Linked DNA regions of Mus musculus: regions 1, 3 and 4 are each linked to region 2. Evidence: chromatin contacts called from public HiChIP or PLAC-seq and promoter capture Hi-C data. All regions are on one chromosome and are shown on one strand. The core of a region is the stretch at or near the end of the contact, and the rest is flanking DNA. Distances in the headings are between cores, read along the strand shown.

Evidence for each region. Promoter capture Hi-C pulls out the DNA fragments that hold promoters and counts their contacts. HiChIP or PLAC-seq counts read pairs in DNA pulled down with a chosen protein or histone mark.
Region 1: a promoter capture Hi-C map of liver shows a contact between it and region 2, with 5 times the contacts expected there. The contact joins the enhancer-like site here to the promoter of Nr2f2 in region 2. A contact is called at or near these places in 9 of 39 promoter capture datasets (the 3T3-L1 cell line, cranial neural crest, embryonic stem cells and 4 more), 9 of 484 Hi-C or Micro-C datasets (cerebellum, embryonic fibroblasts, embryonic stem cells and 4 more), 17 of 115 datasets of contacts at active chromatin or transcription factors (the NIH/3T3 cell line, the SCID.adh cell line, astrocytes and 11 more) and 2 of 9 other capture datasets (embryonic stem cells and liver).
Region 3: a promoter capture Hi-C map of liver shows a contact between it and region 2, with 5 times the contacts expected there. The contact joins the enhancer-like site here to the promoter of Nr2f2 in region 2. A contact is called at or near these places in 5 of 39 promoter capture datasets (cranial neural crest, embryonic stem cells, hippocampal neurons and 2 more), 3 of 484 Hi-C or Micro-C datasets (liver, muscle stem cells and nephron progenitors), 14 of 115 datasets of contacts at active chromatin or transcription factors (the NIH/3T3 cell line, VIP interneurons, cardiomyocytes and 10 more) and 2 of 9 other capture datasets (embryonic stem cells and liver).
Region 4: a contact with region 2 is called in a CTCF HiChIP or PLAC-seq map of the NIH/3T3 cell line, with 7 read pairs. The contact joins the enhancer-like site here to the promoter of Nr2f2 in region 2. A contact is called at or near these places in 3 of 39 promoter capture datasets (the 3T3-L1 cell line, hippocampal neurons and liver), 2 of 15 datasets of contacts at CTCF or cohesin (both in the NIH/3T3 cell line), 2 of 484 Hi-C or Micro-C datasets (the MC38 cell line and muscle stem cells) and 14 of 115 datasets of contacts at active chromatin or transcription factors (the NIH/3T3 cell line, the SCID.adh cell line, astrocytes and 11 more).

Annotation. Positions count from the first base shown.
Region 1 is chr7:70,928,016-70,933,018 of GRCm38.p6, forward strand. No RefSeq gene overlaps it. Among named protein-coding and RNA genes, the nearest start is that of Gm42397, 27 kb to the right of the region's middle. Within about 2 kb of position 3,141, at least 17 of the 459 cell types and tissues checked have an H3K27ac peak or open chromatin away from gene starts, as enhancers often do. A contact at or near this core is called in liver, where this site is marked.
Region 2 is chr7:70,357,440-70,362,235 of GRCm38.p6, forward strand. It overlaps Nr2f2 (nuclear receptor subfamily 2, group F, member 2), which reads right to left and starts at 3,154. Exons shown (of 3, transcript NM_009697.3): 1 at 2,449-3,154; 2 at 324-851. The coding sequence starts at 2,890.
Region 3 is chr7:71,117,547-71,122,030 of GRCm38.p6, forward strand. Gm39033 (a long non-coding RNA gene) reads left to right here. Exons shown (of 3, transcript XR_882210.1): 2 at 4,458-4,484. Among named protein-coding and RNA genes, the nearest start is that of Gm36011, 3.2 kb to the left of the region's middle. Within about 2 kb of position 2,570, at least 3 of the 459 cell types and tissues checked have an H3K27ac peak or open chromatin away from gene starts, as enhancers often do. A contact at or near this core is called in liver, where this site is marked.
Region 4 is chr7:69,570,533-69,575,467 of GRCm38.p6, forward strand. No RefSeq gene overlaps it. Among named protein-coding and RNA genes, the nearest start is that of Gm23815, 74 kb to the left of the region's middle. Within about 2 kb of position 3,474, at least 15 of the 459 cell types and tissues checked have an H3K27ac peak or open chromatin away from gene starts, as enhancers often do. A contact at or near this core is called in the NIH/3T3 cell line, embryonic brain and muscle stem cells, where this site is marked.

The DNA of each region.
Region 1 (5,003 bases), core at 1,891-4,390, 570 kb after region 2:
GATTCTCTTGTGTAGGTCATAAAAACATTTTAAAGGTTTTCAGTTATGGGTCATCTGCGACCTCTATCCCTTAATGGGGAAGGGTATTATTAATGACTCAGCCCAGACTAATTGTCCCTCAGGCCTCAGGATTAGTTCTACCATGACCATCTGGAGCAGCCACCCTGACACTCACCCTAGGGACTTCTGGCTGCAGAGACCCTATTGGCTTGCAGCTCTTGCCTTGGCCTTGGGCTTCAGTGCCCTCCACCTCTTCAGTGTCTGCCAGGAGTCATTCAGGCTGTGGCTAAGATCAGCTCTCTCAGGAGAATGAGGTTAAAGCATCCGGGTTTGGGGAAAAGTGGACTGGGGAAGCCTTGAAGAGTTTAAGCTTTAGAACTTCATACATTGCCGATTTTGCTTCCCCAACTCCCAAAGAGCCTTAGACGATATAGTGTGGCCATGAATTTGGGAGGACCCTGAAAAGTAGACGCGGAGACATAATTTGCTCACATTTAAGCGTGTGGAGTTGTGTTCTCAGGCTCACTCTTATAATTCCCATGAGCCAACAGGGCACAGCCTCTGAAGTGCGTTCCTGCCCCTCCTCTCCACCCCAGCTCTGGTAACTACTGTTACATGTCTGCAGTTTGTCATCTTAGCACGAGGCCAACATTATTAATAAATGAGGATGATTCACATAAACTGTATTTTAAAGAAAGGTGAGGTAAAGCTTAATTTCTCAACAAATGGCTGTAGTATGTATGGCTCCGGCTCTTTCTCAGTCAGCAGCCAGGAGGTTTGCATACAGCTCCGCTGCATGTGAGAAACGCAACCTAGTGGAAATGCCATTGCTAGTAAACCTTATGGGAGGAGCTGTCCTTGCTGCTTTCTTAATATGAATCGACGAAGCCATATTTCAAATTGAATTTGGTAAATAAGGATAAGAAGAGGAAGAGTTTTGGGAGAGAGGTTGATTCTTACGTAGATGACGCGGCACCGTCACTGTGTGTGGCAGTGAACGAGAAACAGAGTTGTAGTCTTTTGCTTAAGGCCTGGGGAAGTGTTTGCTACAAGGATTATACGGGCTGGAATTTTGTTTGAACAAAATTAAAGCTATCATAGCTGGGAGCTATGTTTCTGAGGAAAAGGTGTGTGTGTGTGTGTGTGTGTGTGTGTGTGTGTGTGTGTGTGTGTGTGTGTGTTTAGCACCCCAGGACTAATAGAAACAGGTTGCAGAAGAGTTTTTGTTTGAGGGTAATCTAAAGATCAAAGACTTTTGTGTAATGTATACAGCATGGCCTGAATTTACTGACAAACAGGCATAGTTTTTTTTTTTTTTTTAATCTATTTCCATTCTCTATGAAGGCTGATTAATTGGTGATGTATGGCTAAGAAGGGGTCTTATTGTTTAAAGAAACTAATAAAAAAGGAAAGATCATCTCTTTAAGGATGAGAGGCAGGGACAAAATAGCCTGCCTGTAACACGGATTTATTAACAGTCTTTTGCTGATTTTCAGTAAAATACTCTTCATGTAACCTTGACTTTATTAGGGAGTCCTTAAGGTGCATTTGGAAGATAGATAATGAGTTTGGGGAATAGCCTTATCTGCATCAAGCTAATCTTTAACAGCTTGGAAAGGAATCCGCATAAAGTTTTCCAATTTGAGTGACAGACGCACGTTAAAGATGAAACTGCTCAGAACGTCCTTTTACTGTGAAGTCTTTATGGTACAGGGCAACATTTTTATAAGCATGCTTCACAGAGCAGAGAGAGCATAAAACAAATAAGAAACATAGAAAGCCATAGAGCGTTAATACTATTCTTGAGGGTCAAATGAATTGCTAGTTGAGAGAAGAAAGAATTCTACTGTCCGAACCCTCTGAGTGGCACTTTGTATCTGGGTTAATGAAAGCAAGTCAGACATACCCAAGGGGAAAAAGTGTTTCATTCACGTTGGCTGTCTCCTTTAAAAGGAGGGACAATCTGAAGGGGGGGATTTTGAGTGGCATGTCATTGTCGAGACTGCACATGCCACATTGTCAGGGTTTCTATGGAGAGAAACGGCCAGGAACCTTTCTGACCCTTCGCAAGTGCGGGACTCTGTGCGTCTGTGTGGGTGTGCGACAGAAGGCTGGAAGCCGAAAGAAAGAGGGGATGAAAAGGAAACTAATTGAGAAGTATCTTTCTAACGAGACAGCTCATATACCCAAGTGCAGATTCCCAAGTTCAGACTTCTCAGTTAGTGGAAACACTAGCGCCCTTCTTTAGCATAAGACTAGACATGCGCAGAGAGGCTAATTTCCCTTAGCTTCCAGGCCAGTGACATCACTTTCTCAAGCTGGTCCGCTTTGGCGTTGAAAGCCTTAAACACAGACATTTGTTATTTTGTTTGTTTGTTTGTTTCTGATAACCTTGTATCACTGGTTTTCTTTAATTGTTGTTTGCTTTTACTTAAGTTTTTGCTTGTTTGTTGATTCTTTTTTTTCTTTTTTCCCCTCTTCTCCTTGGACTCCAACCATTCCCCCTCCCCTTCCCCGTCTCAAGAGTTCACAAAAGTTGGATTCACCTAAAATATCTGTAGCCTTGAGAGCATGGCTGATTTTTAAATTATGAAATTAATACAGATTATTTATTTAGAGAATTCACTTTTACAGCCAGAGGACCTTCCTAAAATATTCCCAGCTAACCCCGCCCTCTTTTGACGGTTCTCGATTCTTTCTAACTTTGGAATGAAATGATTTCTTCATCCGAGTAAGGACTAAGTAGACAACTGGCAATGGGGAAGAAAATGTCATCACGAAGATCTGTCCCGCAGTGGCCAAAATGGCAAGTGGCTGTTCACAAAGAGAGAAGCCTTGGCTCCTGGGAAATTCCCATAGTGGATGAGGAAGGCAGGATTTAGGGTTTGAAAGAGCTTTTCTCTCCCACTTTAAGAAGCAAGTGATAATTCATCTGCAAACACACCTTTCTTCGCTGCTGTCAATAGAAAAGTTGTTTTGCTAATGGCTATCTCTCTGCAAGTCCTTGACCTGCTTGTAAACACATTTCTGCAGGAAAACCCTGGGCCATGGCCTCAGGACTTTGCGTCAACAATAAGAGATAAAGTGACCACAACTTAACCTGTTCTGGCCTGGAGTGCCCTCTGCTGCCCCTTGGCCAAACGAGGCCCTAATCTCTCTGCGGAGGGAACACATGGCTGGGAGGGCTGGCTGCGACCCCGCTTGACCCCTGATGCTGTCTGCTTCTTTATATTTTAAAAAAGTTTATCTAGCCTTACCAGAGAGCTGTTTCCATTTGCTGTCTGGTAACAGAGAAGGGAGGGGTGGCTCTTTGGGATGATAGAATATAGAATTATATGTCTGTGATTCTAAGAAAAGAGGTCTGTAAGGGAATTAAAAAAAAAAAGGAAAAAGAAGAGAATTTCTTGAATTGTTTGCAGAAATTCCATTTACTTTCACCCTTGGAGTCTTTGTATTGAGACGAAGGGAGAGCCTTTAAAAGAATAAAGCATTAAAGTCACCAATAGGTATTTCAGATGAGTTGATTATGTCCAGGTTTAGTCAAATGAAGATTTCTTTAAAAGTATAAAATTTACAGTGGGTATTTGAGATAAATTTATGCTCAGTTATATTCCATTTCTTAATTTATCTGCCTCTGCATCCACTCTCCCTCCCCCTCTCCCCTCCTTCCCTCCCTTCATCATTCCCCTTTTCCCTTATTTCTCTCTTCTTTAAAGTTAACTTGAAACAGTAGTTCATCCTGTGTTGATTCTGGGGTGTTTGGATTCCTGGGGGTCCTCTGGTACACCATCTCAAGTTTCTATGTCCAGGTCTAAAATACAGACTCTTCAAATGCCAGGCTCACATTTGCAGCTTAGACATCCAGTTTGATAATCTACACCTAACTTCTGTGAGCCCAGCACTTATGGAAGTGACTTAGTGTGAGCTCTATGTGACATTAGTGTGGAAAGTCTGATAAAGCAGCAATATGCCCCTTCCTGGTGTTCTGCACTCTCCATTAAAGTTGTCACAACCACTTTATTGAAACAACCGGGAACTATGCTTCCTGCCCAATTCCCTTCTTCTATAACTCTGCCTGTAACTTACAGCATGCTTGCCTTTTGTCTCCTAAGCAACTATCCTATGAAGAAAGTTTAACTTTTTTATGTTACACCAATGTAGTTGCATTTATATTTACTTGTTTTTAGTTCTGTCTTCCTTTGATCCTTCTGTGTGTGTAGTTCCAGTTTGTTTATTTTAATTACTAAACAGTATTACAGTGGGTTGTAATTTCACAGCATATTTATCTCTTTCATGATTGGTTTACTTTTAAATACTTTCCAGCAGAGGTTTCTGTATCTGACAATTTAGACAATTTTTATTGCTGCTCATGATATATCCGACTTCATCGTAATACTGTATCTTTATTTGTAAACTTTCTAATGATGCCTATATAGTCTCTATTCTAGACCAGGAACAGGATTCTTGAAGTTAATATTAGTTTTTATAGCTAAGCATTTCAGCTCTTTATGGATTTTTGATCTTACATTTCACATTGTTGTGTTTTTATTTGGAGTAAAATCACTTTTTGCTCTCTGTTTATCAGAGGAAAGAAGATATTATTGATTAACTAATTAAGAAATTAATGCCTCATAATTGCTACTATTTCATCCTTTGTTCATTTTGAGACAGGGTATTTCTCTATACAATATTGGTTTTCCTGGAACTTATTATGTGGATCGGGATGGCCTCAAATTAACAGAAATACTCCTGTCTCTGCCTCCCAAGTGCTGGGATTAAAGGCACACACCACCATCCTATACTTCTAAGGGACAGATTTTAGTGGTCATGTCATTCTCATGGGCAGCAATTTCTTCCTAACATTTCAGAAATATATTCTGTTATATTCTGCTATATATCTATTCAGAAATAAGATATGTCTTAATGTTGTTTATTCAAAAGAAACCTTTTTTTCTTCCCTCTAAATTTACTTAATTTTTCATATTTTTTATTTTTTCAGCAGG
Region 2 (4,796 bases), core at 1,904-4,403:
CAGAGTACATTCTAGGTTGGCTATTGCATGAGAGGAAGGGGCCTGAGAGGCCCTAAGGCCCTGTATGTGTGTGTGTGTGTGTGTGTGTGTGTGTGTGTGTGTGTGTGTGTGTGTGTGTGTGTGTGTATGTCTCCATACATAAGGATGCATGGGGAATTCTTCTGCACCCCATGACAAGCCAGCAGATATATCATGTTCCCACCTCAAAGTGCACTCCATACTTTGGTCTTTTAAGAGGCAAGTTGGGCTGGCCATTTTTTTCCCCAAGTCCCTAACTCTGCCCTGGGAGTTCTTGGGTACCTGAGAACAGGTCTCCTTCCTACCTGAGGTGAACAGGACTATGGCCTTGAGGCAGCTATACTCGGCGGAGTCGACGTGCAGTGCCTTGAGCTTCTCCACTTGCTCTTGGAAGATCCGTATGTGGTCCATAAAAGCGACCACCCGGTCGGCTGACATGGGTGAAGCGTGCAGGCCAGCAGCGGCAAGGAGCGGGGCGACATGGAGGGGCATGGAGCACTGGGCCGCATTCAACACGAACAGCTCGCTCCAGGTGAGGCGAAGGAGGGCCACCTGGTCCGTGATCTGCAGGTCAGGGAAGAAGGGGATGTTCCGGGCCCACTCAACGGCGCTGAAGAGCATCCGTGCGGCCAGTTCGCAAATGTTCTCGATGCCCATGATGTTGTTAGGCTGCATGCACTGACTGCCGAAGCGCGACGTGGGGTAGGGCTCCGCGCGCAGCAGCAGGGAAATATATCCGGACAGGTACGAGTGGCAGTTGAGGGGGTCCCCGTTGGTCAGGGCAAACTGCCCGTGGGTAGGCTGGGTAGGAGGCATCCTGCCTCTCTGTACAGCTGCAGGAGGAAAGGAGACACTCCACAGTTAATGATCAGCCTTGGTCCCGCATCCTTCTACAAGACACCAACCTGTCCCAGGCCCAGAACAGCAGGCCTGCTACAAACAGACACAAGAGTCTGCTGCCTGCCGGCCTGGCAACCACTCCTCACAAATCACTTCCCAGGCCAGCTCTGCTCGCCAGAGATCAACACTTGCCTGTGAGGCCCATCTAGGCTTGGTCCGCCGAGGACCCAGAATTGGTCACTTTGAATGGGGTCCCTGGAGCTGTAAGCGAGGTGCAGCATATCCTTAGGGCACCTTTCGTTTCATTTCATTTCTTTCTTTTTAAAAACTGCTAAATAGCTGATATTTCTTATTGATTGGAGAAGGAACGAGACGGGAATGTAGGGGGAGGGTGAGACGCTTTTGCACAAGACATTAAGGTTTACCCCAGATGGCCTGTGGCCACCTCCGAACGACTGTCCCCAAACCTTGTAACCTCAACCCCAGCCCAGGAAGGAAACCCCGGCGAGAGACAGAGTCTTGGTCTGGCGTCTTTGCCTGATCCCTGAGCTCAGCTCGGAGGAGGAGAGACAAGGGAGAAAAGGGCGGAGAGAGAAAGAGTGAGGCCGTCAGAGAGGAGAGGAAGCGGGAGAGAGGCTGGGAGCAGACGTGGGGCGCTTGCGGAGCCCAGACAAGGCCGGTGACGACCGGAGAAAGCCGGCGAGGCTCAGGCACCCGCTGTTATCTGACTCAGGACCGGGAGAGTCGCTCTCGCAGAAACACAAAGAAACCCCGGCATTGGCTCGCTCCAACCCGGAGCCCGCGCCCAGGCGCGGAGCGCGCCATTGGTAGAGCACTGTTCCCGGCTCTGGGATAATTTTATATCACAAAGACCCAACTGGCGCAGAGGGAAAGCAGCGGCCAAAGGCCCCTTGCCCACACTTTCCTACTCCCTACAGTGCTCTCAGGGTTTCAAAAGTGAAAGGAAAAAAAAAGAAAACAAGAGGTATTTTTTTAAAGCAGAATGTTAATCCACGGAGGGGTCACATGAGCTCTGCCCAGGCGGCAGCGTTAATACGGCGAAGTGCATAAAATTGCCATTTGTAATTTGAACCTCCTGTACAAAAGTACAATCTCAGGTTGTTTTTTTTTTTTTCTGAAAAGGTGGGGGTTGGGGAGAGGGGTAAGGAGGAGGGACATATGTTGAACATGCAGGAAAAACAAGGAAAGAGAGAAAGGGAAGAGAGAGGGGGGGGACTTTAAAACAACAACAAACAACCCATTCCTTGCAGAAAGGTGAACTCTAATGAACTCTCAATCAATGCAAAGGAAAGGAAAAGCTGTCCGGAGAGGGAGAAAGAGAGAGAGGGGGAGAGGAAGAAAGAGTGGAGAAGGAAAGTCTACTAAAGCATGCGGACTGTAATGGGGGTGGGGGCTGATCTGGGTTGCAGTGCAGACCCCCACCCCCCTCCCCGGTTCCTAGTACCAAATCCCCTCCGACTGCAACCGGGAGAGCTCGGGGCTTCTGAGTCCTTACCCAGAGCAGGCTAGCCAAACGCACCCAGAGCCCCGGGACCGCGGGCGAAGGGGGAAGAAATGAGAGGCCGATACCTTCCCGTCTCATGCCCACTTTGAGGCACTTTTTGAGGCGGCAGTACTGGCACTGGTTGCGGTGGTGCTGGTCGATGGGACAGTTCCGGTTGGCGCGGCACGTGTAGCTCAGGTTCCTCCGCACGCTGCGCTTGAAGAAGCTCTTGCAGCCCTCGCACGTGAACTGGCCGTAGTGCTTGCCGCTCGACTTGTCCCCGCACACCACGCACTCGATGTGCTGCTGCTGCTGCTGCTTGTCGCTGCCCGGGCCGCCAGGGCCGCCCTGGCCGCCAGCCGCTGTCTGGGCCGGCGTGCTGGCCGGGCCCCCTTGGCCCGGCGTCTGTGGCGTGTGCGGGGCGCCAGGCGGCGGGCCCGGCACGGGCGGCGCCTGCGAGGCCTGGCTGCCCTGAGAGCCGGGCACCTCGTCCTGGGGGTCGCGCCACGTGCTGACTACCATTGCCATATCTATGGGGGCCGCGTCCGGACTTCTGCTCCCCTGGCTGCGGGCGGCGGCGGGGTGGCGGCGGCTCCCGGGTCTCGGGCTCCGGCGCGCCGCCTTTTGTGTGTGCGAGGGTGCGAGAGGGCGCGGGAGGGCGCCCCGGGTGGCTCAGGGCTAGTTGATTTGAGGTTGGTTAGTTTTTCCTTTTTTGTTTTTTTGTTTTTGCTTTTGCAAAGTTTTGTCGATTGCTTGTCTGGCCCGGTGTGTTTGTTTTGTTTGTTTCCCTCGGCTCAGCTTTGTTGGTTTCGGGGGGCTTTCCGTCCAGAGGGGAGGGCAAGGGGACAGGGGAAAGAGAGTGGGAGCAGAACGTGGAGAGAGGGAGGGGAGGGAGAGCTGCAAGTCGATTGTCTGGCTTCAAGACAGAAGTAGGAGGCAAAAAAAAAAAAAAAAAAATCTCTCTAAAGATCTCGCTCGCTCTCACTCTCCCTCCCTCTCTCCCTCTCTGGTTCACTCTCTCGCTCTCAGATCTAGTGTGCAGCGGAGGAGTTGGAGGAGGAGAAGGAGGAGGAGGAAGAGGAGGAGGAGGAAGAGGAGAAGGAGAAGGAGAGGCGACTGTCCGGGGGCCAAGTCCAGGGCAGCCCACAGTCAGCCATTCAGGAAAGCCATCGAAATCAGGAGGACTGGGAGAGCGGAGGCGCCGGGCGCGGGCGCGCCCTGGGAGCCAGGCAGGCCGGGGCGGAGGCCGGCGGCCCGCGGAGTGGCCGGAGCTCTGCCCGGGTCCGGGGGAATCAGCATGAAAGTGGTCCGCGTCCGGCGCTGCGCGGCGTCGTCCTGGCGCTGGGCCGCCGCCGCCTCCTGCCCCGGGCGCCTGGCGCGCGCCGCGCTCGCTCCGGACGCCGCCGCCGCCGCCGCCGCTCTCGGAGGCCGCTCGTTGCTCTCCGCGGGCCGCCCGGGCCGCCGCCGCCGCCGCCGAAGCCTCCGGGTCGGGCCCGGAGCCGCTGCGTCTAGCGCCGCCGCCGCCGGTGGAGTCGCTGCTGCTGCCGCTGCTGCCGCCGCCGGTGGAGCCGCTGCTGCTGCTGCTGCTGCTGCTGCTGCCGCCGCCGCCTCACACACATAGGGAAAGAGTCAACTCGCCGGCGGCGGGGGAGAGATGATAAGAGAGAAAGGAGGGCAGATCAGCACCTAGAAGCGCATCCTTCGTGCGCAGAGGGGGGAGAAACGGAGAGAAAGAATGAAAGAGGGAAGAGCAGCGCGGCACCCGGAGAAAGGAGGCAACTCCGGCAGAGGAGGAGGAGGAGAAGAAAACACACACGCGCGCACGCACGCACACACCGCGGAGAGAAAAGAGCAGAATCAAAGTGATCAAATATGCTAAAAAGGGGGGCGCGGGAGGGAATGCGATTTATAGGCGCCGGGGCTGGCAGAAGTGGCTTCTCCGCGATCAGCTCACTGAGCTCTCTATATAGTGAACTTTGACACGACTGCTGCAACTTAGCGCACGTTGCCATGGCGACGGCGCGCCTTATAAGGCAGCCGCCGGGGTTGGCCTGGCCCGGCGCGCGCGCGCCGCCCCCTCGTCGTCATTGGCCGGAGCGCAGCGGCCCCGCCATGGCGGCAGCGGGAGCAGCCCGGTCCTAGCGCGAGCGGCGTCGAGACAGCCGCACGGGGCGCGCGGGGACGGAGGGGGGCGGGGACGGGTGGCCGCGCGGTCCTGGCCACAGAGAGGGGGATGGGCCCGGGTGGACCCCGGAGCGCGGACCCCGGCCGCCCCGCATCGGGCACAGTGGTTTCCGCCCTGGCGGCAAGACTAGCGCGCGGCGCACACACTACGACTCTTAAAGGCTCCGCAAGGGGTTGAGGATGGAGCCAAAGACTTAGTCTCTCGCAACTTGGCGATGCCTCTAAATGCGCCGCTCGCGGTCCACCCGGG
Region 3 (4,484 bases), core at 1,320-3,819, 760 kb after region 2:
CTGTTTGCTTTTATGTAGTTCCTTAAAGCTCTGGCATAGGAACTCAGGTCAAATGAATTTTAGGAAGCTCTGTTGCAGGAGGACTTTTAAACTGAGTGACTGCCTCCTTTAGAAGGCATAAATAATGTGGTTCTTTAACAGTAAAGACAAGTGGCCAAGTGGCGATTTCCTTCATTCACAGGGAAGGGGTAGGCAAAGAATAAAGTTGCCATATTAACTAAGAGACTAGCTAGAACTAGGTTGTAAGTAAACAGTGTCTTGGGTGATGCCACATGCCTTCTAATTTTCTTTGAGCAATGCCTACATTTCTAGGTATAAGTTCCTGTAGACATCATTAGCATAGATACAACAGTGTTGCTTCCAGCACGGGGAGGATCAAATCTGCGAGAGGGGCCCTTTCAATACTGGGCAAGGGGACATATGAGTTTCTTTTGAGAGCCATGGGCTTCTTATGTGACAAAATATCGTTTTAACTGTTCCAGTGGTCTCGTACCCACATTTGGGTACATCTACATTTCTTCTAAGCACTTTCCTCCCTCCTAACTCTCCTGCTTAAACTTGTATTAAAATATCTTTTAAAAATATCTCCATAAATCCCTAGTCTTTTCTTTATAAAAAAAATTTTAAATTAAGGAATGAAATAAAAAATTTTCAAGTGGTACATTTTATTTTTTAAAAGATTAAATATATTTTTCTTTTTTTATGGAAAATAGATTTTTATACAATATATTCTAATTAGTTTCCCCTCCCTCAGCTCCTCTGAGATCCTCCTAGTCTCTCCTGTCATCCAAATCCACACCCTTTTTTCGCTCCCTCACTAGAAAACAATCATCTAAAAAAATAACACAATAGAATGAGAGAGAAAAAAAAACCAAACAAACTGGTGTAGAACAAAACAAATAGACAAAAAGGAGCCAAAGAAAAGGCACAAGAAGCATGTATAGATGCAGACACACTCAGAAATTCCTTAAAAACACAAAGTAAGAAAGCATTCCCTGCAGAAAAGATCCATGAAGAAAAGGATATTTCTAGCAAACCACTGTAAGACAAAGAATTTCCAAAAATGCCATTGAATTCTGTTTCTGTTTGCCACCTACTGCTGGACTCAGAGCCTGCCCCAAAGAGTGGCTTAAATACACAATGGTACTCACTTAGAGAAAACTCTTTTTTGATGCTGCTGTTTATTTTGAGTGGTTATCAATTAGAAATAACGTCTGGGTTAGGGATGGGAGCATGTGTCCACTTCTCCTCTTAGCACTGAGAATCTACCGGTGCAGCCCTGTGCATGTAGGCTTGGTATCCTTCATTCTCTGGGGCTCTTAAAGTCTTGCCACATCTCTTCTCTAGGCCCCAAGGGGCATATTTGGTAATCCCTCCCATTGGGACTGGGTGTTCAAAGGTTCTTATTTGACACAAACATTAATATTTCCTGAGAAGGAAAGTCATTTACAGATAATTTAATTATTTAAAATTCCTGAAAGTGCCAACCACATCTGATCGTTTTCTCCTACAGGGTTGGTTGTAGTCCCTTGATTATCGACATCCCACCAGGGATTTGAGTATCAGGGAATATCTGCTATCACGTCAAACCGAATGTCTAACTGGAATGCCTCCACCTCATGCAGAGGTGCTTTTATTAGGCATATTGTCAGCTTGTCCTTTCGAATCCTGTGAGTAACTTGGGAAGTTTCATTTAAGCTACAATTACGGCAAAGCCCTTGATGATTATGCTCCGTATTGCTGGGGAGGCATGTATACAGATGCCTCTAGATGGCTTCATGCAGCCTCGTCATTCTGTTGCACGTGTCTTTTCTCCAGAGACCTTCAGACAGAGAGGCTTGAGGACTAAGAGGACAAAATCACTTAACATTTGCCAGTTTAGCTCCTAGGATTGTCTAAGAGACTTCTGAAATAGGGAAAAAAAGACCTCTTGTGTAAGGAAGGAGCTGGAGAGGTTTTGCATGGCCCTTTCCCTGGTATCTGGAACACAGGCAACAGTGTTTTTCGGTAGGCCTGGGTGATGGAGGGGGACTTTGCCTGGGAGCCCACCTGAGATGCTCTGCCTTGTGTCTTTAAGGTGTTTCAGAGCATCTGGGTGGCGGCTGTGTGAACTGGATGGGAACACAAAGTCATCAATTTCAGCAGAGAGCACTCATTTATCACCTTGCCATCCTTTATTGCAAGGTACAGGTTCACAATCTCTCCTCTTCTCTTCACTCTCTCTGTCTTTGTCTCTGTCTCTGTCTTTCTCTTCACACACACTACTTCTTTCACATATACCTCCTACCTCTCGTGCGCCTTCCAAGAGTTATACGCCATCCAATTTATTTTCATTCCTTTTTGTTAAGAAAACAAACAAAACAATAGCACACTGTCTGTAAAGAAATGCATTATCTTTTTTCTGTCTTTAACATAGCTTGTGTTTGGGACGGTGTGAAGCTACATTCCCTCTTATGTGTGGGAGATGGTTTCTTCATGATCTCCTCTGACTGTAAAATCAGTTCGAGTGTGATTGGCTGGCTTCTGTGGGAGCTCTCGGCAAGCAAAGGTGTCAGCTGCTTGGGCAATTAGAAACTCACAATCTGTGGTAAATGATAAACTGGCTCGGAACTTGATTCCTAAGGTCAGCATGGGCACAGCCGAGCGTTTAAAATAGAAACGTACATCCTACAAGGACTTTGAAGGAGGCACTTGGATGTCAGCATCATGGCTTTCAGCTTCACAGTGAGAGCACTGTCCCCAAGACTTGTGGCTTCAAGTTCTGAGGGGTGGAGTGGGGGGTATGGGGGGGGGGTCCACATGACAAGTCTGAGGCTGGATGCCTTATCAAATTCCAAAGCTGGAAAAGTACAGGGTAGAGAGGGAAGGTATCTGATGAGACAAAACCAGCCTCCAGAATGATATCATACAGGTCGTCAATGTCCTCAGGGCTCAAAGCAGGTTAGCTTTCCCCACTGTTTGGATTTACAGTTTTGAAGAAGATTGAATGAGCATCCTGGACCCTTTATTTTTAACCCTCCAAGCCACATTTAGATCTGTTCAGTATAACTACCACAGTTATGCAATTTTTCCCTTTAAATCATGCTGTGAGAGTTTTCATGAGTTCATTGGTCTCTTCTCCCAGTCTCTCAATCTCTCTGCATCTCTCTATCTCTGTCTCTGTCTCTGTCTCTGTCTCTGTGTGTGTGTGTGTGTGTTTTGGAAGCTTGGCATTTCTATTTTTTGTGTGTTATTTCTAATACAGTATCAGACTCCCCTACACACATACACACACACACACACACACACACACACACACACACACACACAAAGTCTCCTTCGGCCACTGGTCTAAAGTTCATCTATCCACCCGAGAAGTGTTATCTCTCAGAATTCAAGATCTCAGTTGTTGTGGGGTTTTTTTTTTTCATAAAATCTAAAATCCCACCACAAACATTTCCCCCCTTTTAACTCCTAATATATTTTTTTTTCAGGAAGGACTGATGTTCTCTCTTTAACTCCTAATATTTCTCCCTAGACCCCAATTTCCCAACCAAAGCACATTACTGTTGTGCTGCTTCCAACAGCCTGGTAGCACATCAATAAACTAAAGATTATTGTGCTTTGTCAGGCTCTCTCTTGTAGCATTATGGGAAATTCTCCGCTGTCTTGGATGAGTGCATCAACTCTGATTGCTTGACAATTAACAGAGATAGTAATAGACACGGCAATGCAATTTACCTTCGTACAAGGGATCTCAGTTAACAAAAATTAAACTATTGAACTCTCCTCTCCAAGGAAAGGGATGTCGCCTCATTATGTTAAAAAGAAAAACAGATCCCAGTGGCACGTGGGCCCTCAGTCTGGCTGGGTGAATTTATTGTCCAGATTATGTGTTTTTTCTGACATGCATACAAAATTATGGCTTTTAAACTGGACCAAACTCTCTCTTCATTAAATGAGTATTTCTCCCCCTTCGGTACTATAATTCAAAGTGAACATTCCAGATAAATAATGTAGAGGGGGTGTTTCTGTGTGTGCCCGTGGTGTGGCTGTTGAGGATAGCCCTTATCAGTGGGGCTAGAAAGTGGCTCCTATCTCTTCCCGTTCCAGAATCTCTGTCATTCAGGATGGCAGTACTAAAGAACAAAATATACAGTGTAATTAAATACAGAGCCATCACGCTAAGAGTGAAGAACTCCCACAGAGGAGAGTGCTGGGTTTTACAGACTCCCACGGAGACCATATGAAGCTTCCATTCAAAGTGGCATCTGCAATTCAGAGCTGCCTTCTGCCCTTTGTGGGGAGGTGTGCTAAGTTCCAAGGGATACTGTGTTTGTGTGTACATGTCCCTGTAATTTCTTCAGGTTGGGAGACGAGTTACAGTTTTATCTCTCTTCTTTGGGGGATGTCAAGTTTCTATATCTGTTTGTTTTGTTTTATTTATTTATTTATTTATTTATTTATTTATTTTTAAGGACTCCGATATGAAATGTGGAGAGAGG
Region 4 (4,935 bases), core at 2,224-4,723, 790 kb before region 2:
ACTGAGGCAGTCAGGTCTCTATGAATTGAAGGCCAGCCTGATCTACCTAACAAGCTTAAACCAGGCTAGCTTAGACAACATGGTACAACCAGATCTCTCTCTCTCTCTCTCTCTCTCTCTCTCTCTCTCTCTCTCTCTCTCTCACACACACACACACACACACACACAAATATACTTTCATAGTAGACTGCAAGTTCTAGTTAATATGTTGTGTCCATTCTTGCCCTTATAGCTATATATTATCTTAAAACATTGTGTGTATTCATGTTTCCATTTACTGATCTTTCACGTCCTCCTCGATCCTAAACATATAATTGTGGTCACACAAAATTGCTCAAAGCAGTGAGTAAGTTTCATTTATATTACCTAGTCTCAGTATTTTGTTTCTTCATTACATTTTATATTATTTTTTCAAACTGGTTTAAGCATCTCCTTATCTCCTAATTTGATCCACATTTCTCATTGTCTCATACCATGGGACCATTTTTATATCTCAGTGCTTACAATATTCTATCTCCAGATGACTTTAAATATCCCTTACTACTTATTTGATGAAGTTATTTTGGTTTCAATGATATCTAAATTCTGTTTGAACACAAATGTCTTAGAATAGATTTAGTCTAAGTACTGAATCCCAAGCAACTATCCCTTACCATTCTCGGCACATAGTAGGTGCACATTAAACATCTGTGGAATGATTGGAAGGACCCTGGAGCAAGCATGTTTTAAAATAGAACAGGATTTTTAAAAAGAACAGCAATGTTTTCTGGACTTGTAGATAATTGCCTGTGATAGTTATAAGAGGAAATTAAGGTTTGAAAGTGAGATGTTCACACTGACTGGAGAATTATGTGTGGTGTCCTCATGGTCCTGTAGTATTAGACCTGCCTCCAGCTCTATGAGCTCTGTGAAAACCTGTGGAAACACCAGCAACAATCTCAGAAGTCTGGCCTCTCTATAGTTCTGACATCAAGGTGTTATCAATTTCACCTAACTCGATCTCTAGCCCTCTTTTCCTTCCTTCCTTCCTTCCTTCCTTCCTTCCTTCCTTCCTTCCTTCCTTCCTTTCTTCCTTCCTTCCTTCCTCATATGTTATATATATATTCATTGCATTTTTGCGTCCACCTCTTGTCTTAAAGTGGATATTCCTTCCAGCTTTTGGTAGTTTTATTCAGATGACTTCTGTGGACCCCAAGAGTGAAAAGACTGGACAATGATTGAGTTTTAGGTTAGTGAGTTCATTTCAGCATAATATGGCTCCTTTACAGATAGGTGTCTAAATCAACTTGCATCCTGAATAGCAATGATAGACTCTTCCTTTATGTGCTGTGTCTAGTACATACTCAGTGAACAACCCATGAATCAGTGCTCAAAGAAGGTTGCACCTGATAGGCATACAGAGAACAAAACAAGAATCCACAGAAACCCCCACATGTGGAGAGCGCATGATTTACCTGGAGAACACTATAGTCCAAGCCCATTTCAGGGATTCCTTTGTCCTCAGAGATTCCTCATTACATGGGTCCCCATGTCATCTCCAGTTTTACAAGTACAAAGATGGTCGGAAGAGGTTTGAAACCTCAGGTGACTAGCACACAGAATAGCAACTGGACCCAGTGACACCTAAGCCTGCCAACCACAATGCCAGTCAAGAGAAAGAGCAGGAGAAAGGAACAATCAGACTCCTTGTCAGCAGACTGTGACTCCAGGAAACAGAAGTGGAAGATCTGTAAAGGGCAGAGGACCACCAAAACCAGCAGAAGGACCAACAGAGATGCTCCCCAGTTTAGCAATAAAGAAGGGGCAGCTTGGGAATTTGCTCTCATCATCCCGAGCTTTGAATTCATCACTTTCCTCAAATATAAAGCACTGCTTATAGTCTCCTTGTCTCAAGACTGTCACATGATCTAATCTTGGCATTTAGCACCTGTGACATGACATCACCAGGCCTTTACTCACAGTCATTAATTTATGAATGGTGGAATCCATAAGTTAAGGAGAAAGCGCTATCAAATACTACATACATAGTTACATATAGAAATATATAAAATGTGTTTATTTAAATGTTTGTACATACATGGGCATCTACATACATGTAAAGAAGAAAATGCAACTTTAAGTTCAAGCATCTTTATTAGCCATGGCATACTTCTCTCCTTGTCCAAAGAGAGCTGAATTCCCCATGCATTTGACCATCTGCGAATTTTAAACCTTCTGTGACACATTTACAAGTCCAGTGTTTTTTGTCCCCAAAGCCCACTCTTTCTGCTTGAAGTGGGCAGGCAAGCTGCACACACGGCCTGGCAGAGCCCGGGTTCACTGTAGCTATGGGAAAACTGCCTGCAAAAACACTTAGGGAAAAAACATTGCATCCAATCTCGAAAATTAGTATTAACTTCAGATGTTCAGATTTGAGTAGGGAAGGCTCTGGTCGACGAAAGACAGGGTCCAGTTATCTCACAGAATAACACAGTTGTAAATCTGAATAAAATTAAAAAGAGATCAAACCCTGTAGACAAATGCTTTGGCTAAATGCCCTCTCTTGTGATCTGAATACCAACTACTGTGTTGTATAGTCATTTATAAAGGGGCTTGGAGGTAGGCAATAGTGTGGGGGGGGAGGGTCATTAATTTCAGCCCACCCAGAAAGGTGTTAACTATGCCCCATCCTTCTGGCTAGATGATAATGAAGCCGCCTCTTTTGTGCCTCCCCAGAGGAGGCATATATACTGTATTACTCTACAACACTGTTAGTACAGTGTGATTGCAGTGAATCAAATCTTGTTTATCCTAAGGATGGGGTGGGCTTGCCCAGCTAGGGGTTTTATTTTTAATTGGGGTTCACAGCAGACTGAACAACCTCTTAGTTGAAAATTCTGGATAGCTCTGGGGGCACATTTGGTTAACCCTCTCCCTGCTGATGCCTACCACCCTTCCCAGGGATTGCTGAATTTCATCCACAAAACGCGTTTGATCCCACAAAAGACATACTAAAATATATCTTTCTGAAGAACCTATATAATTTGAAGGAGACTCCCAGAGTAAACATTGGGATTTACTTTCGTGACTCTGGGCTAAAAACGTATTGTTATTCTCCACTAAATATTTTCCAGATTCATTTTGCACATTGAGATTTGGGGTCCTGAAGATGTTTCAAATGACTCATGTAGAACATGAGGACATTAGTTAATGAAGCAAAGACTAAGTTCTGCCAGTACATGTTGGCTGGCGACATGTGGTTTCTGTTCTGGTGACATCCATGCAGTTACAGGAGAAAGAGAAGACTGTGCCATGGATTTTTAATCTGGTAGTTGCTAGGACGGCATCATTTAGAACTCTAAGGTACTGTTTATTTTCTGCCTGAAGTGGGCAGCCAAGCTGCACACATAACCTGGCAGAGCCCATTAGGGGCAGCATCACAGGGAGGACTCTGTGCTTTGTAGTGACTTCTGGTACGCCCATGGTGGGTTTCAAAGCCTCTTCACAGAGTGACTCATGGGTGGTAGGCTTCAGTGTCTCTTTATTCACTGACTCATGGGTGATGTACCAGCGTGGGAAGAACAAAGGTTTTGAAATCAGAGTCGGTTCAACTTTTTCCCGAAACTCAGTGTGATTATAAAATTAAAAAAGAAATATAAGGCTGGGATAATAGAACAGTTAATCAAGTGTTTCCATTGCCCCAAAGGGGTTGTGTGTTCTGTTGCCCAGTACCTGGGTGCCACATACTTATAATTCCAGTGCTGCAAGGCAGAAGCCAGAAGATTTCTGAAGCTTGTGGGCCAGAGAAAACTAGCCTACTGATTTTCTTTCTCAGAGGCAAGATTCACACCACTGAGCAACCCTGTCTAAAAAATACATGCCCCACCTAATCACAGCCACATAGGCACACACACACACACACACACACACACACACACACACACACAGAGAGAGAGAGAGAGAGAGAGAGAGAGAGAGAGAGAGAGAGAGAGAGAGCAAGAGAGAGAGAATCCAAAGGGACATAAGTTTTGTCAGCACTTAGTAGCATATCAAATAAAAATTGAACAGGAATTTCCTGGCAACTTGCAAGTATACAGTTCATATATTTCTTGTAGCCCTCACTCATGAACACAACATCTAAGTCTTACCGTTTCTTTATATGTATATATTTTGGAGGAAGAGATGTCACAGATTTATCTCTGATACCTTCTGATGAAGAGCTCAATGAATGTTCATTGAACAAGTGCCAGTAGCCCAAATAGAGTCTAAGTAATGTTTCATTAGAAAGCAAACTTGGCCAGAATAGACTCTATCCTATGAGTAATGATTAAAGAGGATTCAAGGATGGTCATTTGTTATCAAAATGCAATATAACATGCTGGCTCCAGGGTTCAGAGGGTAAAGTGACTAAGAGGAGATAGAACTATTTGCCATGATGGAAATACAGTTAGTTTGGGAGGATGAAGTAAGTGACCCAAGGTTTAAATGGGACCACAACCAACAAGTAGGTTTTCCCTGGAGCAGAAAAACAGGAAAAGATTTTTGTATTGGGTTCAATGGTTAAAATAAACGTGACATAGAAAGATGCATGTGTGCACTGTGGAAAAGCATGTTTTAAGTACAGACACTTGTCACTTTCTGCAGCTCAGAAAGGAAGCGATTATGAATGATACCCCCCCAAAGAGACAACTGACAAACAGAAATTCATAATAATTTCATATACTAAAGTAGGTTTGGAAATAGGGTACCTTACATATAGAACTTACGCTTCAATAGAGATAACACAGAGACCAAAGTACATGACTAATATTCAACACCCTTTTCCACGTCTCCATGTGAAGCAACAGGAATCACTTTGTCATCTTCAAAATTGGAAATTATGATCAGTTTGAATTAGAAATTACATATGATTTGACTTTTTAAAATAAATAAATAATTTTGGAAGTTAATAAAGCA